Linked DNA regions of Zea mays: regions 2 and 3 are each linked to region 1. The links are chromatin contacts, called in public Hi-C maps. All regions are on one chromosome and are shown on one strand. Each heading gives the region's core, a stretch centred on a gene start, on an enhancer-like site or on the middle of the called end of the contact. The rest is flanking DNA. Distances are from core to core; before and after follow the strand shown.

Region 1 (4,041 bases), core at 895-3,394:
ATTTCCTTCGTCATCTTTCCTCACGAAGATTAGACACCGTTGTAGTGTGTCAGAAACACCGTTTTCAAAGTGTCCGGATCATAATTACCAAACTCATTTTGTACGTTCGCAACCGGTTTAACCAAATTCCTAGCGATCGATCCTGTCAAAGGTTAGTGATTAGAGAGAAGAGTAATAACGAATCCTAGGTCAATCCTAGTTCCTAGGTCCAGTACATTCAGATCTAAGCCTGGGCTGAGCTACAGCTTAGCACCGGCGGTGTCACTTGACACTGAGGGCTTGTTCGGTTACACCAATCCAGAGGGGGAATAAATAGGTTTAAATCCCTGCCTAGTCATTTTTTACTAGGAGGGGATTTAATCTCCTCCAATCCCCCTCTGGATTGCTGTAACCGAACATGCCCTGATGGGTTTCAAAAAAAAAAACATACTGTTACTAAACACTACAAACCCAATGCTACATGGATCATGCCTTGACGGCTAGCACCCCCGGCCTAAGGACAAAGACTACGATCTGGTCAACAAACTACATAACACAATGAACAAAACATAAAAGAAAATTAACACTTGCTTTCGTTATATACTCTCATCTTATTTCGAATGTCGAATTACTGATAATTTTTTTTCCTCATATCAAATTGGGAATACCGAATTACCGGATACCATTTTTAAACTATGCCAAACATTTATGAAAATTACAAACGCATATTAAATTTTTCTTTGTATCCACCAAATATTTATATTGGAACAAGTTCTTAAGTATAATCGTATCCATAGTACTATACGTTTGGTTGCTATATATCCGTGTAGAGTAGCGACAGACTTTGTTTGGTTGCTTGCACCGAGACTGTATTAGAGAAGGACATATATATAAATCTTTAAATACGATATAGCTAGCATGAGTGATCTAGTTTTGTTAAAAAAAATCTTAGAAACATAAATATAAAATAGGCCTGGTGATTAAATTTTTATTAAAATATATAATAGAAAAATAAACTAAAAATTATCTCGGATTGTGTGTGCCTGCATAAGCGCAGCCTGCATACAACTGCATCTCTGTGGAGCCTGGCTCACCGATCCTTTTTACATGCCAAGCATCAGTATCTGCTTATTCGACCATCAAACAAATTGTGCTTCAAAACTCCATGGATGCAGTTGCACATTCGCAACAGTGAATCAATCATGCGGTAAAAGTCTACCTATGATTCTTACAGTGGAGATATAGATGATATCTCCGATAGATCTCGGAGATTAGTTTACTCAAACAGAACTAATCAAAAATAACAGACAATTTAGGTAAACCAACACAAAGGACCCTCACATCTTCCCTTTCCGGGCTTATTCGTTTCACCGTTAATCCATGTAGATTAAGTGGTACTGAACATAGCAAGTCAAAATCTAACCTAATTCATTCAAATACACTTAAATCCACGTAGCATTGGCACAACCGAGACCTCAATATTCTAATGAGTTGGCGACGAGTCCTTCCCTCGCATCACTCCTGAATCTTGTAACGCTAGCACCATACACTACAACATGAGAGCAGAAGTCGTCCTCTCTAGAGCTCTAGAGATGGACAGGGCCACCCCCCTCTGCCCGCCCCGGACCCGGTTAAGCTCGGCTTGCCAGGCTCAATTAGAAAACCGGGCCGGGACTTTCAAGCCCGTGGGTTCGTTTCCCTGTTCGAGCCTGGTCTGATGTGGGCCTAAACGGCCGGCCCGGTCTGGCCCGGTAAGCACGGAAAAGGTAGACCGAAAACGGGTTAAGTGGATCGATAAGTACGGTTTAGGGTTAAGTGGATCGATAAGTACGGTTTAGTGTAAAAAAAACGGGTTTGGTGAGATTAGAGGTAAACATGTCGTGCCGGATTTAGTTTGCTGTCTGTGTCCGACTCGCTTATCTGTGTCAGTCCGCCCTGAGCCCGTATAAAAGAGGACCGAATCGAGCTCGATCGGCAAAAAAAAAAGTGTTTGGGCGCCTTTCTGTACATGTATAGTCCTCTCTCCGGTCTAGCTAGACATCACTGTTGACTGAAAGCGCATCGTGTATTGGCTCAAATCCCTGTTCAACGACACGGCGAACCTAGCTAATCCACGATTTCCTTTCGGAATTGGGGAATTACACTCCATGATTTGTGTCTGTCCAGGTCAACATCTTTGGACCGGCAGGCACAGGAGAGAGAGAGAGGGCGGATCAAAGGACCCAAAGCTCGGTCAAAAGATTCTGCAACTGCCATAAACTCCCGCCCGCCGCGAAGCCGCGCTCGTCCCAGTTGCTCAAACTACTAGTATATCCAGAGCTCTTGCATCCAACCCTATAAATCCACCCAGCTCTCGCTCGTTTTTCCGCAGCTGACCACCAAGCCTAAGAAGAAGACGCGATCCAATCGAAGGCAATCATCATCATCATCATCTCTCTCTCTCTTACTCGTCGGGGTCGGGCAAACAAACGCACTGCAGCATCTGGCCATGGCTTGGACGAAGAGGAAGACTGGCGGCAGCGGGTCACCCGCGCGCGGGGCCGGCGCCTACGAGGAGGAGGAGAAGGTCCCGAGAGGGCACGTCCCGATGCTGGTCGCTGACGGGGACGGCGGCCACGGCGAGCGGGTGCTGGTGCCGGTGACGCTTCTCAGCGACCCTTGCGTCGCGGAGCTGCTGGACATGGCGGCGCAGCGGTACGGGTACGGCCAGCCGGGCGTGCTTCGGGTGCCCTGCGACGCCGGCCACTTCCGCCAGGTCCTCGACGGCGCTATGCACAGATGCGGGATCAGCGTCGCGTGAACACAGCCACAGTTGGCAGCTACCCGAGCACTGAGGAGAAAAACAGCTCCCGTGCCGCGAGCCGGCGACCAAGCTAACTTGTAGGCTTGTAGCCTTGTACACTTATAATCCTAGATGATTAGTTTGTTCTTGAATATATTGATTCATTTGATCCATTCAATTTTATAACTGTAGACGCAACGCAACATGACACCACAAGTCAATCTCAGGGCCTGCATATATTATTATAGTGTCTACTGTTTTTTATCAGCTCCATTAGTCCACAACAAAATAGTACGCAGTTACTCCAAGAAAACAAATCTTGTATCATAAATAATCAGGAATGATCATTCCCATGCTGACTTGGACAGTTTCTTGTCGTATTGACACAGAAGGGAAGGATCGACTTGAACATGTCGTCATTGTGGCAACAATAGAGATCGACAGTCCACCACAATATGTGTTAGAACACTAAATTTAAGTCGGACGGTTAGGCCTTCGAATAGTCCGGCTTGTTAGTCTGGACCGTTCGAGATTAAGGGTTTGTTTGGTTCGTCGCAAACTACGACACACTTTGACTAAGGTTAGTCCTTTAAATTGAAGAATTAATCTTAGACAGAAAAGTTAGCCAAAATATGACAAGTTAGACAGGGAACCAAACATGCCATAAACCAGTTCAAACGAGAGTCCTGATTTGTTGATTCTGTTCCCATGACTTCATCCGTCCTTGTTCACATGACTTCGTCTGTCTTCTGTTCACTCCTACTGGGTGGTTCTGACTCGGTCCTTTCTTGACTTGCCTCAGGGACTGTCTCGGCTCCCGTACATACTGCGGTGTAGGTCATCATGTTCCGAATCTTTTTGATGTTCTCGGGGCTTGGGTATTATCTTGTGGTAAAAGTGGTAATCTCGTCCAGTAAGAGCTTCATCGTGACAATGTTTTGTACTGGTGTCGCATAGACACACTGTCCATGAAACCTGGTCATTTCGATCTAGTCATGCGCTTCGCGAACACTTTGTCGCAGCTCCTCCCAAACTCTTTTCATTTTCGTTTCTGAGTCTGCTTCATCCTCCTCGAGAAGGGGCCCTCATGTTCTACAACGAGGATGTGTCGAGGCCTTAGGAGTTCAGATTCTAAATTCGTGTTTACCTAGTTGTTGGGGTTGAGCCAAAGTCCTAGGAGCTCAGAGTTTGGGTCCGAGTCTCCCTAGTTGTTGACGTTGGACCAAGAACCTGGGACCGCAGAGTCTAAGTCCGAGTCTACCCAATAGTTGGCATTATGT
Region 2 (4,427 bases), core at 1,666-4,165, 140 kb after region 1:
GTTGCAACGGAAGGGCACTGTACTAAGTTCAGTAGGCGGCGACGCTGGATTAGATAGATAGATAGATAAATGAATGAATGAATGAATGAATGAATGAACGAAAAGGGTTATGATTTTAGATTCTGGGCTGGACCAAACTTCCCGATTCGTTGCCAACTCCAAGTCGAGTTGGGCCCTTTACGCCCACTTTGCGGCTCGTTCACGCGGGCCGGCCTTTTGTTCGGCGCCACGGTCCTCGGTTTGGGCCAACCTGTCGTCGACCAGCAATCCGCCGTGCAGCGAAGAAGCTGGGCCGGGCGTGTCGCTCAAAACGCCCCGTGTGCCCGGTACGCCGTACGCAGATCTCGTCCACGAAATACTAGACCGGTACAAGTACACGCCCGTGCAGGTGCAGCCGTGCCGCGCGGCGTGTTTAATAAGGCGCGCTGATCCGGCACGCCAACAGCACGAACGATTGCGCAATCAAGGCCGCAGGCGCAGCGCAGACACGTACTGCAACATTATTGATGGCAAGCACGGGGGGATACGGTCCCGCTCCGATCGTATCTGCAGGAATGCTCGTGGTACCGTACGTACTAGGGGGGGACGTGAACAAACGGAAACGGTAATGCCTGCCTGACTCACCTCCACTCCAATAAATAATAATAATGCCACGACGACTTGTAGAGTTCACGCGCGGCGCGGCGCGGCGGCCAGCGCCTGCTGCGCGCAATTACGCCCCCGCTGCGGCTGAAAACGGCAGCCAGCCGGCAGGGCTCGCCCGCCTCTCTTTCCGCGACCAAGGGCACGGACACCCATCGCCATCGCGTCATTAAAACTCGCATTCACGCCGGTCACAAGGCCGGAGGAGTGATCTGCTCCGACGACGTGCCTGCCTCTGCGCCCGCGACGTCAACTCCCTGCCCTTGGCATTAAAACGGCCGGCCGCAGGAGACGAGAGAACACGAACGCCAAGCGCTTGGGCCTTGGCACCGCTGCGACCGACGGCGACTAGGGACACTAGGCCATGCGCCCATGGGACGGCGGCGGCGGCGGCGGCGGCGGCGGCACATCCAAGCTTACAATTTGCAAACATCTCCACCACCACCACCACCACGGAGCTCGAACATGCTAGATCGACAAGTATAGCAGCTTTGACCAATTGTGGCTGCGGGATTGTCTGGTTCTACAGGAGCAGGAACAGAAAGCAGTGTCACCATTCATTCATGTTCTTGTATGCGGTGTCTGATCGGCCATAAATTTCCTGACAGGGGAGGGCATGCATTTCTGTTTCAGTTCAAAAAACGGCGCCCCCCTCCCCTGTCTACGTACTCCTACGTACCCGACTCGGTCCGTGGGTCATCACATTACACGAGCCTAAGCAAAATTTATGGCGTCACGTACGGTACGGTAGGAGACGGCAGCCGCTCCATCTAGGAGGCTACGCCATCGCCCCATATGCCTAAACCACAAGCTATGTGCCCAGGTAGCCGACGTTGAGGTCGATCCGCGGCTTCTTGCTCGCGGCCGGCGCTGGCGCCGGCGGGGCCGGGACGTGGGACTCGCAGCGCGGGCACCGCGGGTCGCTCCGGGAGATTAGCACGTACAGGAAGCACCTGGGGCACGCCGCGGCCACCATCCCGCCGCCGGAGGGCGAGTCGCAGCCGTCGCCCTGCTCCACGCCGCCGCCGCCGCCGCCGCCGCCGCCGCGGCGCTTCACGGAGGACGTGGTCACGGAAGACGACGACGGGGACGCGCCCGCGCCGCTGTGCTGCTGCTGCTGGTGCGGGTGCGGGGACTGGTGCTGCCTGCCGCGCTCGAACCGCTCCAGGGCCGTCTTCACCTTCTCGATCGTGCACACGCTGTGGTACGTAGCCGTGGCGCCGCCCGCGACCGCTGGTGCCGCTGCCGCTGCCGCCGTCGCGGCGCAGGGCTTCGTGGTGGCGGCTACCGGGAACAGGTTCAGGTCCCTCGGCGCCGCCGGGCACGCGTGCTTCTGCTGGTGCACCCTCGCGGGCTGCACGTGGGCGCACAAAAAAAAAACATTAGCTTCGTTTCTCAACTAGAGCAAGTACAACTGATTGTGATTATAGATAAGCGTAAGCTAATGCAGCTACTGATGTGCTAGTAAATTCTTCTATAATCACAACTGATTGTGATTATAGATAATAAAGCACAAAAAAGGACAGCATGCATGTGCAAGTACAGATTTTAGTATTTCGCGTTTAGTTTAGTGGGAATGTTTAATGGTTCTGGTAGAGCAACATGTTTCATATAAAATTCTGATCACGAGGGAATGGAATTTGGACTAATATTACTATTGACCACTTGCAAATCCAAACTGGATACTATAGGCTATAGCAGAATAGTCGTCTTGGATGGAGGCCTCGGACCAAGACTTTTCCACGTTGGAGAAAGCGAAGAAAGTTCTTCCTTCTTCGAAAAACTTATGAACACCAAGGTCAAGGTGCGCTCTTCCAATTCAATCAAGCAACATCAGCAAGCGGGTCCGATCCGAAGGCGAGCATGCACAGGCACATCACACGCAGAGGCAGGGGAGAGCAGAGAACAGAGAGGCTTTGCGAATTCAAAGACAGCACGGGGCCGAGGTGCTTACCACGGCGTCATTCCTGGCGGACGCGTCCCTGGCGTCGTCTTCGGCGGCGGCGCACCCGCCGAGGAAGTCCCTGGTGACGAGCTCCGCCGCCCTCCCGCCGGTGGCTCCCCGCGCCATGAACCCCAGCGCCTCGGCCGCCATCTCGCCTCTCGTCTCTAGCTCAGCCGCAGCATGCGGCGACGGCCGTTTCGCCTTGGCGGTGGCAGCTCTCAGGCGCGCAGGCAGAGAGAGAGAGGGAGAGAGAGACGAAGGGGGGAGGAGGATGTGTGTGTCGTGCACTCGCTGGTAGCAGTAGTAGTGCTAGCGCAGGAGGGGAGAGAGAGGAGGTGCGTGGGCGAGCAGGGCAGAGGACGAGGAGGGAGCGAGCGAGTGATAAAAAAGGGTCGGGGTTTGGAGGCACGTATGGGCGCGGCATTAATTAAGGTGTTGGAAAGGCGAGGCATGAGGACAAGATGTGCAATGAATGCGAGCGGGGTAGGCCGCATTGATGGCAGATGGCGCCCGCTGTGTGTGATGGGGATGGACCAGCCTATGCCACTCACTGCTCTGCGCCTCCCCCGTCTAGTACTCTCGTGTACTACGCGTAGCTGAACCGGAGGAGCCGAGCCGTCGTAGTTGAGTACCGTACTCCAGCTCCAGCGCCACACACACACTTGCGGGTTGCGTGGGGATCACGCGGGACCCACGCCCCGAGATCTTCATTGGGATCGGTAAACAATTGACACACTAGGAATGTGGTGCCGGACGAATAATCTTTTCCCTTTTTCTTAATTCTCGTAGCTTAGGGTTTTACAACTGCACTTAATATAGAGCTTCTTGAGTCTAAGGCCTAATTGAAAAAATAAAATAGGTGAACTCTTCGCGAAGAGTCCGTTTTTCACGACTTTCTATACACGTTGTGTCTTAGCTGTATTTATGATCTACTAGCTGAATGCCCGTGCGTTGCAACGGAAATATATAATACCAGTATACTACGATAACTTATATATAAAATATGTGTTATACCGTTATGCGAAAATGTTTCATAATCAATTTGTGATTCTGGCCATACATAAATTTTGTTATTCATAATCTATCTGTTTCACCACTATATTGCAACCATCAGTATCATGCAGACTTCGATATATGTCACGATTTGCATGGTCTCATTATTGGAGAGCATGTTTCACACATACCGGAAGAAATTCCCTCGTACATCGTTAGTCATCGGACACGTACCACCATACGCTTTTGCTTAAACAAAAAGGTGAGTGTGTGTATTTGCAAGACGAATGGTCAAACATCGTATAACCATAAAGTTAGAATACTATATTAATATATTAAATAAATTAATCCAATAGATATAGATTAACCCAATTAACATAGAATAAAATAAATATCTAATTATAAAAGTATGAAACATGGTATAATCAATGTTGTTACTGCGTAGTAAATATTCATACGAGACTAACACAACTGAAACAGTTCAATTTAGAATTAAAATGAGGAAGCTGCGAATTTCCAAAGTTTCTATGTATTTGATATATGATTAATTAGGAAATCAATTTATTGTTGTTTTCATGACAAAACATAGGTATTATGTGATAAAAAATAATATTATAGAATTATAGAAATTGGAATGAACTTATTTGGATTTAATATGAAATTTCCATGAATTAAATGGGTTTCTGCAATTATTTTTAAACTAAAAATCAATTTCTAAACTCCTTTTCCCTATTTTCTTTATTTCCTAGACTGCGTTCCAAATTCCAGAAAGATCAGGGACCAAGCTATAAATGTTTTTCTAGACTCAGTGAGCATACAGAATGGACGGCGGGTTAAACACAAATAA
Region 3 (4,610 bases), core at 1,135-3,634, 200 kb after region 1:
AGATGAAGAAACTATCAATATGAAAGTTGTAGATCTTGAAAAGTTTTGCAACTTTATAGTTGATAATATTTTTCATTTTAATTCATTTAGTGCCTCAAATAATCAATTTACTCTGGGTTTGTTATAATACATAGGGAAGGAAAACATAATATAAACACAAGTGATATATTGGTGTAGTGGTAGAGGAGGTTGCGCGCGAGAGAGATTTGCGAGTTATCATCCACTTGTCACAAAACACGTGAATTTAGTTCAAAAAATGATAGAACGATGGGTAGAGCAATGATGATGGTTGGAGGTTTGTTCCCCTAATTAAAAAATATTTTCGTTTTTTTACTTTTTTTGTGATTCTTAATTTGCCGAGTGAAAAGTAAAGAACCATTTGCCGATAAAATATTTACCGAGTGTTTGAGACACTCGGCAAAGAATACCAGTCCGGTAATGCATCCAGAAATCGTCCTAGCTTATCAAAATTTATATAAATTATACAAGTAATCCGGCTAGGAGGCTAGGAATCATGCCAAATCACTGTGTTCCAAGGAAAGGGAACTGGTTCATATATGTGGTAACCCGGCCGGCAACTTAATTTTTGTAGGAATAGCAATGGCGGTCCCACGTCTTGAAAGCATGAATCGGAATGATTGCGCGAACTGGTTTGTCATTAATTCTTTTTAAGGACGCTTAATTGCGGGTGAGTACAGGGGACTATATGTAGCACGGGCAGCTAACAAATTGAATTCGAAAATGACAGGACAGCCATATATGCACACGTACGTACTACGAACGTTTACGAAACTGTGGCGAGAGAGGAGGCGTTCACGGATGCACAGCTGGAAATTAAAGTGCGTGCGCTCCATTCTTTTTGGAAATAAAGGTGGTTGTGTGGCTAGCTGTTTGGATTCAGAACCATGCACGTCGAGAAGAAAACCTTGCTATAGAGATGGAGCTGATTAAACGACGACTGAGATGATGAGATGACAGTGTACTGCCGTAGTTAGCTCGGATGCAGTATTCATTCATTCATTCATCAGTACTAAATACTACGATCGATCGCGTGAAAGATGAGTGAGAAAGACTAGTCAGCGAGAATCATTGCTCGATACGTTCACGTCAGGACAGTGCTGTGTGTGCAGCAATTAACACCTGCTGTGGTTGATACGCCGCCGTCTGCTTCGTACAGGCGCAAATTTATTAATAAATCCGCAATCATCAATTAGGGCTTATTTTTCCGCTTCAACTCTGGCTCATGCAAAAGTTTTGCCAAACACCTCTTTTTCAAATGGCTTCACCAGTGAAGTGCTTTTCCAAAATGAACTAGAGGGCATGAGCCAAAAAAGTGGCTCACCCGGCTTCAGCTCACGTCATTTTTGCACAATAGCCCTCCCACCAGTCCAAATTATTTTTTTGGTCCTGCCCTCAATCCCTAGCCACGTACAGGAGAGATCGACCAGTATCGGTCTATAAAAAGTAAACTATATAAGGGTCTTTCTGAAAAACAACCTATAAGCCGTTTTGCCAAATGATTTTTCAGAATCGCTTTGGCTCATCTAAAGAAGTGGCCTCACCTCGTGAGCCAGAACCAAAGCCGTTTTTGGAGAAGCCAGAGTCCTGCCAAAGGGGCCCTTAATATGACCCCCTGCTGCATGGTGCATAGTATATGCATGCCATGCGCCACCGTATCGGTACTACGCTACTACTGGTTAGGCACAGTCGATTGAATGATAGTAACTAGCACGGTATGATACTGGTTATGCTACGGAACACCGGCCGGTCAGTACTGTTTGTCTATGTATACTGTCTATACGTGCGTACTAAGTACAGAAGCGCTGCATATGCCGGCCTGATGGTATGCACCACACTTAGGACTTAGGAGAACTGCAAGTTTATTAGCATCTAGCTATAGTATGCGCACGCACATTGATGATGCCGCCATCCGGCCGTGATACAGGCACTGTTTACCATTTCAGTTCACGACGGACGGATCAAGCAATGGTCGGATCGATGTCCTGAGAAACAGCGTACCACCAGAATGGCAGTGTCAGTGAGCGAGCAGTGCACGTCCCGGCCGGCCCGACCTGCGCTACGGCCGACATGCTTTCAGTGAGCCGTCCAGACAGCTCGCGCGGGGCAACCTGGACCAGCTTGCCTCTGTCTGATCGACTGCCGATTGCACAGGGTATGCATATGCTATGCTATGGATGAACAGAGGCATTGCATTCGCCGTTAACAGCCCCGTTCCTCGGTCTCTGGTGTCCAAAACTAATCGGGAAAACGGGCCTCGCTGTGTTCTTTCTACTTCCATATCCATCACCTCTGGTTCTGGGACCGTCCATTACGTCCCGCAACGGCAGCGTCATCTTCAAGGCCCACCATCAATTCTGGATGGAGATTTTGCAGGTGACTGGCCCGGCGGTCCAAAAAGGGAAGTAGGCTGGCCCAAGGCGTGCGCCCTTTGCCGTCTAGCAGACTCCACGGAAGGTCATTTGTTTCTGGGTCTAACGGGCCCGTGATTTTCATCCGTATGGGTCCACATCCACCGGTGCCCTCGTTAGACAAAGCATTTTTTTGTATTAGAATATTTGTCCATGGTTATATAGACAAATAGATCACCAAATCTATTTTTTATAATTTATTTATTTATATATACAAATATTTCTAATATTTTCTATAAACTTAGTCAAATTTTTTAAAAAAACTAGTCATATGGCCGTGCATTGCTACAGTATATATATATATATATGATATAGGATAAATTTTGTTTTAATAGATCACAAAATATATTTTTTCTATTGATTCGGTGGTTGTGAATATGGAGCCAACAAACAAGATTCAAACACTCACTTATACATAATTTTAACTTATTTTTTATATAAACTCTCCTATTATAGTATTAGAGAAAAGATTGTAGGGGTGCGAGTTAATTCTAAAGAAATATAGGTTTTTTTGAAAAAAAAAATTGATACGGGACGATGGTTGAAACTGATGTTTTAATATAGTATAAAATAAATAATTATAGTATTTATAAAAATATTTGTTATGACTAGTTTTGTATTTTGTAGAGGGTGTAGATGCACTCTCTAAAATGAATAGATTCGTCTCTCAGGGCCGGAAGAACTGAGGAAAAAGGAAGTGTGCGGTGTACGGGTAAGAGAGACGTTCGACCGTATCAAGAGAATTATTGGTAGGTGGTACTCCCATTTGATCACTACTAGTATATCGATTGACGACGACATATCTCTCCCTGACAGCATTCCAAATGCTGCCCGAATGAAAAAAATAAAGAGAGGGATGGATAAACAATATGTCAGCCAAGCGTGACAAGTGCTAGCTAGGTAGCGACCGAATGCGACCACACGGGCAAGCGACATCCAGCTTACCAATTGGCACATGTACACCAGCTGCCGTCGTAAGTACGTTAGCCCACGCAGGTCATCAGGCCAAATTAATATAATTTCGCATAGCAAAGATACATGTATGTGCAAGGGCAACACTCTATTTCTACATTATCCGATGGGTATCTGATATGTGGGCCATCCAAATTCATTATACTATCCTAAATTCACATTTTTCAATTTCCATGCATAACATGTTGTTTAGTTTTAATATTGTTGTTTGATGTTGTTGGAATGGTGAAATTATTAGATTGTGATAAAATTATTGTTTAGTGCTAAATGTTGAATTATAGTGGGCGGGCGAGTAACACATATCCGTTGGGTATAGCGGATATCCGACGGGTACGGATATAGGTACAGATCAATACCCATGAACGTATATGGATACATATATGGGTTGAGTTTTGTCTCGCGGCTATGGATTCACGAATCATATATCCATGTCCTACCCGTCCGATTGTCATCCCTAACCGGAGGAAACGAGACCCACGATGTCTCAGCCAAAAGCTCTTAGTGAAGACGGTGGGGAGTATCCAATAGGGGCTAGAAGTGAAGCACCACTTGCACGTAAATAAGGCCCGCTACTACCTACAGAGTAACCTATTTGATGTGCTTGGTCCTTGCACGAGCTTTCTTTTACGTAGGGACACCAACGAAGATTAGTAAGAACCTTGGACGATTCTAGATACCTCCACTGCCACTCAAAAATGTACACCATTCTAGTTTTATCATAAGTCAAAATGCTTGTAGCTTTGATCAAACCTGTAGAAGTGTATAAACATCTACAACATCAAATGAATGCACTGTATTTGTTTGTTTTGGAAAATTATATATAACCCTGCTGCCATTAAAAAATATACATCATTTTAGTTTTATCCTAAATGATAATATGCTTGTAACTTTGATCAAATCTGTAGAAGTGTATAAACATCCACACCACCAATATATAATGCATTATATATCAATATATATTCCATTGTGGATTTAATGAAGCTAATATTTTTGTTGTACATATTGGTGTTGTTGAGCACCAAAATGGCCACCAGACAGTCCAGCCCTATAGGTCAGAGAGTACGCGGTCCGGTCCCCACATACGTAGAATCAGTTAGGGTTCCGGGTTTCTAGCGGGATTTGTTAGCAAAACCTGCGGGATTAACTCGATAACCAACTTGTAATGGGTCCAGACCTCCCCTTTATATAGATGAAGACGGCTGATTGAAC

Evidence for each region. Hi-C and Micro-C count contacts between places; a contact is called where the count stands out from the background.
Region 2: a Hi-C map of leaf shows a contact between it and region 1, with 7 times the contacts expected there. The contact joins the promoter of LOC100277418 here to the promoter of LOC103643781 in region 1. A contact is called at or near these places in 5 of 25 Hi-C or Micro-C datasets (ear, endosperm, leaf and 1 more).
Region 3: a contact with region 1 is called in a Hi-C map of leaf, with 2.5 times the contacts expected there. The contact joins the enhancer-like site here to the promoter of LOC103643781 in region 1. A contact is called at or near these places in 6 of 25 Hi-C or Micro-C datasets (bundle sheath, ear, leaf and 2 more).

What each region holds. Positions count from the first base shown.
Region 1 is chr1:265,321,664-265,325,704 of Zm-B73-REFERENCE-NAM-5.0, reverse strand. It overlaps LOC103643781 (Putative auxin-induced protein family), which reads left to right and starts at 2,144. Exons shown (of 1, transcript XM_008666942.4): 1 at 2,144-3,028. The coding sequence starts at 2,468. The coding sequence ends at 2,779.
Region 2 is chr1:265,178,630-265,183,056 of Zm-B73-REFERENCE-NAM-5.0, reverse strand. LOC100277418 reads right to left here and starts at 2,915. Exons shown (of 2, transcript NM_001165631.1): 1 at 2,597-2,915; 2 at 1,230-1,996. The coding sequence starts at 2,737. The coding sequence ends at 1,454.
Region 3 is chr1:265,125,890-265,130,499 of Zm-B73-REFERENCE-NAM-5.0, reverse strand. No RefSeq gene overlaps it. Among protein-coding and RNA genes, the nearest start is that of LOC542416, 48 kb to the right of the region's middle. Within about 2 kb of position 2,384, at least 18 of the 20 cell types and tissues checked have an H3K27ac peak or open chromatin away from gene starts, as enhancers often do. A contact at or near this core is called in bundle sheath, ear, leaf and 2 more, where this site is marked.